Linked DNA regions of Mus musculus: region 1 is linked to region 2. The links are chromatin contacts, called in public promoter capture Hi-C maps. All regions are on one chromosome and are shown on one strand. The core of a region is the stretch at or near the end of the contact, and the rest is flanking DNA. Distances in the headings are between cores, read along the strand shown.

Region 1 (4,005 bases), core at 1-2,500, 150 kb after region 2:
GAAGAATCCCAGGGTCAGGGAATAAAACCTAGGTCTGGGCTCCCAGCACTTGAGAGGCTAAGTTAGGAGGACTGTCTCTAGTATGAGCTCAAACTGGGCCAGCCTGAGTGTATAAAGAAAGGAATTCAGCAAGAGTTTCAGGCCCCAGGATTCCACCCAGGTCGGGACCAAGGGACACACTTACCGAGCCACTGAAGGAGAGGAAGAGTTTAAGGAGCACGTCCTCAGAGAAGGGTGGGTGCCGGGCCACCAGGTTGATGAAGCGCTTCAGGGCCCTCCGGCGGCCCTCGATGAACTCCCTGTCGGCTGGAGGACAGTACAGGGTCACCACGCAGGCAGCCGAGCCCCCACTCAGAGCAGGCTTCCAAGCAGCTAAGAGGCTAAGAACACAAGGGGGCAACAGAGCTCCCAAACATGCATGGGTGGAGGAATGGCCAGGTCTATCAGTGTTGATGGAAAACATTGGGAGGTTAGGCATGGTGACAAACATCTGCTAGCTGGAGTACAGCCTGAGTTACAGAGTATCTGAAGCCAGACTGACCACAAAGTAAGACCCCCACCCTAAACAAAAAGCAATTGGGAACCAGTAAAATCTACACAGCCCTCTACAAGAAAGGCAACTTAGGAGGACATGGCTAAAACACCTTGCTATAAACACATAGTTTTTATTTGTTTAATGTATTTGAGCACACTGTAGCTGTCCTCAAACACACCAGAAGAGGGCATCAGATCCCATTAGAGATAGTTGTGAGCTACCATGTGGTTGCTAGGAATTGAACTCAGGATCTTTGGAAGAGCAGTCAGTGCTCTTAACCGCTGAGCCATCTCTCCAGCTCCAAACACGCAGCTTCAATGTGCTGATAATGCAACTCAACCTCCCAGTGCTCACCGCTGGTAACTAAGCTTATTGTTAGCCGGCCAGGCCTAGTGGCACAGGCCTTTAATTTCAGCACTTGGGAGGCTGAAGCAGGAAGGCTGCAATCTCGGTGAGCTCCAGGCTTATCAGAGAGTGAGACCCTGTCACACAAACACTAAAAGTCAAGTCTGGTAGTGCATGCTTTTAATCCTAACACTCAGGGGGTAGAGACCAGCCTGGTCTAAATAAATAGCAAGTTCTCGGGTAGCCAGGGCTGCCTGTCTCAAACAAAGCAAAAAAGAAAAATACAGTAATCCCCACCCCACTCAACCCTCCAGGTGTCATAGACTTCTGGGCTCTCAGAAATGCTGAGGCAGGTGACAGTGTTTGCCAAACGTCCAGGTGCTTATTAGCCTTGACTGGACTTATTAGCCAAGAGCCAGCTTGGATGCAGACAACGGTCCCTTCCTAATAGTTTATCTTCCAATTCCCACTGCGTGCAACATTCCTTGTCAGTGGGGAGCAGAGCTGTCCCAGGGGCAGTCATCAGCAGCTGAGCCGCCCAGCGGAAGTAGGATGGAACCGTGTCGCGTCTATAGCCACAGTGAGGAGCTTCAGGACGGTAGGCAGCTGTATCTCTACTTAAAGCCCAACCAAGCTCCCCCACTGTGCATGTTCACTTGCACTAGAAGGTTGGGGACACCAGGAAAGTGAGCTGGCGGGCTCTGCACCTTGTCTGATGTAGGCTAGACTGGTCTGGAACTCATGACGCCACCAGGATTAATTAGGCTGCCCACTTAATGGGTTATACCGATTGTCAACTTCATAAGATCTAGAATCTCCAGTCCTGGGGATGTTTGTGAGTGAGTTTCTAGATTCGATTAACTGAAGTAGGAAGACACACCCTAAAGGTGGCCAGCTCCACTCCTCGGTCTGAGGTCCAGCAAGGAAGAAAGCAGAAAAAGAGCTGAGCTCTTCTCTCTCCTCCTGACTGTGGATGCAATGTCAGCAGCTGCCTCAGACCACTCCTGTAGCCCTGCCTTCCCCATGACAGCTGCACCTTCCTTCCTTAGCCGCTTTTGTCTGATGTTTTGTTACAGCAACACAGTTGATCAAGTTTCATTGGGGTTCTGGGGTCATTTGTAGTTGATAAGAAAGATCCTGTGATGGCTGGCCTGATCCTAGTAATCCCAAGCATAGCCCAAAGCACCCAGCAGGGGCAACACTGGGGTCAGAAGGCACCTGAGTCTGGCCACCCTCCTCTACCATGGCAGGGCTAAGCCAGAGCTCCGACCCCAGCAGGACCATGTACATGAGCCCCTCTGAGACCACAAGCTGCAGCAGCCTGGGCTACAACGGGCCCACCTGGCAACCAGGAGTGCAGCTTGCTTTCACTGTGCCGGGCCTCCCTGAACCCTGCCTTACCTCCCAGCACTCTCTTGGGCGGAAGAGCTGGAACCATGCGGTACGGGAACTTGTGAAGCAGCACTTCATGGAAGACCACGAAGTCATTGTAGCGTCTGTACACGGAGGACTTGAAGCGCTATAAAACAAAAGGGGCATAGCAGGCAGGACATCAGCAACTACACAAATCCTCTACACTGCCACTGAGCCACGCCCCAGCCCCTCCCTGGGGGACTCTAGGTAGGGGCTCTACCACTGAGCCACACCCCCAGCCCTCTTTTTACTTTTTGAGATCTGATCCAACTAAACTGCCCAGGCTGATCTTAAACTTACACTGTACCTCGAGCTGACTTTTAAGTTCAACTCTCTCGCCTTTTGCCTTCTCCCACCATGCAATAGGATTCACCGTAGTAATGTTACCAAATTCCTCTCCCTCTCTCCCCAAGTTTTTCCCAAAAGTAAAAGCTCTATGAGCACGCCTTTAATCCCAGCACTTGGGAGGCAGAGGCAGGGGGATTTCTGAGTTCAAGGCCAGCCTGGTCTACAAAGTGAGTTCCAGGACAGCCAGGGCTACACAGAGAAACCCTGTCTCAAAAAAACAAAACAAAAAACAAAACAAAACAAAACAAAAAGGCTCTAGAATTCTACATAGAAATACAAATTATAATGTTTGCATAGCTCTCTGTCATGATGAGACTTCTTCACTGTTTGGACGGGTATAAACCTGCTCTTAAAACATAATGCAGAAGGCTGAGGAGATGGCAAAGTAGGTGCAGTGCTCACTACACAAGCATAAGGCCCCAAGTTCAGATTTCCAGCATCAAGGTAAAAGCTGGATATGGTAGTGTATGATACTACCTATATCCCTAGCATTGAGAAATAGAGACATCCTAAGAACAAGAAAAAAAAAACAAAAAACAAAAACAGGGGGGAAAAAAGGCCTGCAAGGAGGGTAAAAAGCAAGCAGGAGGCTGCTGGGGGCAAGCACAGCTTCCCACGTTTAGTTTGGCAGGCCCAGTTGCAGGGCCTGCTTCACTGCAGTCTGGAACCCTCTCCCCAGGTTCTCGCAGCTTCTACAGATTGGCAGATGGATATGCTATCCTGGAAGCATCCCTGAGGGAGGCCCTCCAGCTCAGCCCAGCATCACAACTCCAGGTGGGCCCTGCTCTGCCCTGCAATTCCCTCACACACTGACGACAATACAAGACCTGAAGATGGTGTCAGCCATGAACTACGTTATTACAGGACATATTGCAAAACTCTCCCAAAGCCACTCTAACTGGAGCAAGACACTCAAAATTCATGGAAGAAGGCACAAAAGTACCAAGGTATCTGGTACCTTGGGGATACCACATACTGCTGAGCGCCAAACCACGCCTGTCCCAACAGAGCTGTGTCTGATGAACCCAGACGTTTGGGTGCCCAATAGCAGGAAAGTGGGGTCACTAAAGGTGTGAGGGACATGAGCTTGCACTCCCCTTAAATGGTTGGAACCCAGCTCCCACGGGGCTGATGTTCAGATCTCCAGGGGATTGCCAATGTTGAAAACCAGCACTGGGACAATGGCATTGCAGGCATGCACTCTAGAGACATAAAGATTGTAGCTGGGCATGGTGGCAAATGTCTATAAGCCCATTATCTAGGAAGCAGAGGGAGGCACATCTCTGAGAGTTCAAGGCTAGCCTGAGATACATGAGACCCTATTGCAAAAAAATAAAATAATAAAATAAAATAATAAAATTTTA
Region 2 (3,976 bases), core at 913-3,412:
TTTACAAAAGACAAAGAAACAGAAGGAAAGTGCCTAGAAACCTTGTGCTCAGGGCCACCCTAGGTAGGAAGGCTGTTTGGCAGGAATCTCACAACAGGCTAAGTCACCACTCAGGAGGACCTTCCAAGGCAGTCAGTATGACTGACAACCAGACTCTGGGTGATTCAGGCTTATTTCTGGTAGGTGTGGCCTTCAGGGAAAAAACAGCCAACAGAGAGCTACATATTCAACAGAAGATGGGAGAAGTCCAGGTTAGACAGATCCATCCCCACTCCCCTCACACACGCCAGCCAGAGATGTGGTAAGACATAAGCTCTGCATCCCTGTGGATGTCACATCCTAGGTGGCCACTGTTGTCTATTCCCAGCTACCCCCTAGGAAGGTATTTAATTTCTAAACAACTTCCACCACAGACAGCAAAGGCACCAGCACTGAGCACATAGCACTCACAAGTGCTACCAGCATCAAGGCGAGGTGGCCATACCTATATTACTGAGTCTGCAGGCAGAGCTAGGATGCTCCACACTGTCCCCGTGTCCTTACCAAAGGGCAAGGCTCTGCTGGTGAAAGGATGCTCCTGGCACACCCTTAGGAGGTTTGCAATGGACCCTAAGGGCAGTCAGATGTGGAGCAAACCTCAGGAGGTTATGTCGGTATGTCTAGCCTGAGCCATGAGGTAGTTCTGGAATCTGTAGGAGAGGTAAGGATCCCAAATACAGGAGGAGGCAAGTGGCAGCTGTGCACTGGGTCCTGCAGTGGGGCAGCCTGATACAAACTCAGAAGGAGCCCATTTCCCCAGCACCCTTGTTAAGAGCTCAGCATTGCACATAGCTGTCTGTATTTCTACCATCAATTCCATTTCTTAAAACCTACAATTATTATTGCACATTTTTCTGGTGCCCACTCACACATGCACACACATCCCAAAATCAAAAGAACTGCCAAACTGTATAGACAACCAGAGAATAGGGAAAGCAGAGATTAAAAAGTTACCAACCAAAGGCCCAGCTGAGGAGGTTGGTGAGGAAGCCTTCTGGTCTCTAGTCATTGGGCATACACTGACTCTGATGAGTGCCGTTCCTCACATCACATCAATTCCAATCACCAAATTCAATTTGCATTTCCAGATACACAGAGGCCACAAGTAAATATTCTTATCTGGCCTTGAAATGTGAGAAGGAAAATCACCTCTCACAATTTCAATTTGCTCCCCAACCATAAAGAATAATCCAATTTGACTGATGGGTTACCACAGGCCGCTCACTGAGTCTCTGCTGAAGATGTAGACACCAGAGGGCAGATCACCCATCCAAGCCTTGCAGAGCTCCCCTTGCAAGCCCTCCACCCAACTTTTGGGATAAAAGGTGTAAACAGATAATTCAGACAGAAGATATGGCTACAAAGCACAGCTCTTGGCTATTTACTCAAAGGTCAATGGTACTCTCTATGGCACTGAAACAGGCTATATAAAAGAACAGATGTTAGAAATGGCTAAGCAGGGGTTAACCTAAAGTTCCCTGATAGACTGCTCACAGCTACCTGTAACTTTCCAGAAGACACACTCACTGTCTCCCCTGCCCTCCACTGCCCTCCACTGCCCTCCTCTTCTCTCCTCTGGCCTCCATGCTCTCCTCTGGCCTCCGCTGCCCTCCCCTGGCCTCCGCTGCCCTCCTCTGGCCTCCTCTGGCCTCCGCTGCCCTCCTCTGCCCTCCACTGCCCTCCTCTGGCCTCCACTGCCCTTCTCTGGCCTCCGCTGCCCTCTCCTGGCCTCCACTGCCCTCCTCTGGCCTCCACTGCCCCCCTCTGGCCTCCGCTGCCCCCCTCTGGCCTTCACTGCTCTCCACTACTATCCTCTAGCCTCCATGGGCACCTGTACTTATTCATCACTTATACACCCACAGAGACAAGTAATTAAAATAAAATAAAACAATATTTTAAAAGGCAGGTGAGGAAGCTATTGCTGACACAGCTGTGTGTCAGGTGACAAGGGGCACTCTAACACGTGTCACTTTAGCCTTAACATGTATGGAGAATAAGAGTTGGGTACCGTGACCCTTAGGAGAGTCACAACTGTGGCAGAGCTAGGCCAGATCTCAGCCAAAACCCCTGCTCTTCCCTATAGCCTAAACGTCAGCAAACAGCCTTCCCTCCCTTTGCAAACAGTCTGGTGGACCACAGCCAAACCCAGCACTGACTGTTCTGTGGTTGTTTTCTAATGGCACATGTGTGGGCTGACAAGCAAACACATTTACCTTCCATGCCCTTCACAGAGAAGGGCTACTGACCACCAGCCTACATGAAAAGTTCTCTTTTGAAACTCAAGTAAGAGAATAAAACACAGATACATTCACACACTGACCCACTGATGACCCAACTCATTCCTGCTTGGCTAGCCGGTATGCACTAACACCATCAGAAGTTCTGCTGGCCTGACCCCATTACAGTTCCTTCATATGCAAGAATTCTAACCAAGCAAAATATCCACTGCAGACTGGGGGTGCAGCACACCTCGATGCAGTCTGGCATACACAGGCTCTGAGACTATCCCCAGCACTGCAAAAATATATAGAGAGAAGTAGATCATATATAAGCAGATGGATACATGACAGAAACATAAATAATAGGTACACAGGTACATAGATGAATGATAGAAATAAAGGTAAGACAGACAGCTGTGATAGATCACCCTCAATCCCCCTATGTCCTTATAAGAAAACCAGCATGCCAGGTGGTGGTGGTGGTGATGGTGGTGGTGGTGGTGGTGGTGGTGGTGGTGGTGGTGATGGTGGTGGTGGTGGTGGTGGTGGTGGTGGTGGTGGTGGTGGTGGTGCACATCTTTAATGCAGCCCTGGGGAGACAGAAGCAGGCAGATCTCTGTGAGACTGGGGCCAGCCAAACTCCTCTACACAGAGAGTTCTAAGGCAGGCAGGGCTACACGGAGAAGCACTGCATCAGTCAAAAGTGTAAGCACATGGAGGAGCAGCACCCTCCTAAGGAGGGCAGTGTCTTCATCCCATGTTCCAGTGACAGACACAGAGATGCTCACTGGGTCATAGTACTTTCAGAGGGACATCACTCTCAGGCTGACTCCCATACTCTCTCCCATCCAAATACTTCTGAAATACAACCTAGCTTCTTCTCTGGGCTTAGACTCTTAGAAATTAGATGCGAGGGGATGGGAGAAACCTCAGTCTGAGAGGGAAGGAGAGAGAGAGAGAGACCAGAAGTTTAGAGATGACTGGAGCTATCATGAGTGACAGAACAGCAGCCGGGAAGGGAGGCTGGCTAGACTGTTCCTATGCAGGCACTGTTGGACCCCCTTCTTCATTCCCTCCCTCCTTGGAGCACCCCTCCAGTTACCACGGGAAGCCCTAGGAGATCACACTCACTGAGTCGCTCAACACAGGACATCCATGGGAAGGTGAGGAAGCACTGAATCCTGCCATGGCCGAGAAATGGCCTGTCATCAAGGACACATGGGTTGTCCTGGGTCATGAGCAGTATGGACAGTCCTTTAGGAAGTAGCCTGGTAAGCGTCAGGAGATCTCTAAGGAACACACAGTCACAGGGGATTTTAACACTCTGCTCTCTCTCTCTCTTTCTCTCTCTACTTTCTGGCTTGTGGCATAAATGGTCTTGCTTCACCCAATGACACATGCCATCACCAGAGACTCAAAGCCATGGAGCTGCCAATTATGTGTTGCAATCTCCAGAACTGAGCCAAATAAACTTTGTAATATAGTTAGCTGCCTCGGTTACTTTAGTATACTGACAGAAAACTGTAAATGTCAATGTATAAAGGAGGAAGGAGATAGGTCATGGGCTAGTATGTATAAGAATATGTATGAATGAGTGAGTACCTACTGAGCACATCAGTGTATATATGCATAACATAGGAGGTGAGAGTGTCCAGGAGAGCCAGACTGGAGTGCCTGTCAACACTAAAGTGACTTTAGCTACTGGAGGTCATTCAAAG

The links. Capture Hi-C pulls out chosen DNA fragments and counts their contacts.
Region 1: a promoter capture Hi-C map of pancreatic islet shows a contact between it and region 2. The contact joins two enhancer-like sites. A contact is called at or near these places in 1 of 39 promoter capture datasets (stem cell-derived epiblast-like cells) and 2 of 9 other capture datasets (liver and pancreatic islet).

Annotation. Positions count from the first base shown.
Region 1 is chr5:140,355,776-140,359,780 of GRCm38.p6, forward strand. Snx8 (sorting nexin 8) reads right to left here. Exons shown (of 11, transcript NM_172277.3): 3 at 2,282-2,399; 4 at 185-306. Among named protein-coding and RNA genes, the nearest start is that of Mrm2, 26 kb to the left of the region's middle. Within about 2 kb of position 1,251, at least 5 of the 459 cell types and tissues checked have an H3K27ac peak or open chromatin away from gene starts, as enhancers often do. A contact at or near this core is called in pancreatic islet, where this site is marked.
Region 2 is chr5:140,202,504-140,206,479 of GRCm38.p6, forward strand. The region is part of intron 10 of Mad1l1 (MAD1 mitotic arrest deficient 1-like 1); the gene reads right to left. Among named protein-coding and RNA genes, the nearest start is that of Gm16120, 3.5 kb to the right of the region's middle. Within about 2 kb of position 2,163, at least 23 of the 459 cell types and tissues checked have an H3K27ac peak or open chromatin away from gene starts, as enhancers often do. A contact at or near this core is called in pancreatic islet, where this site is marked.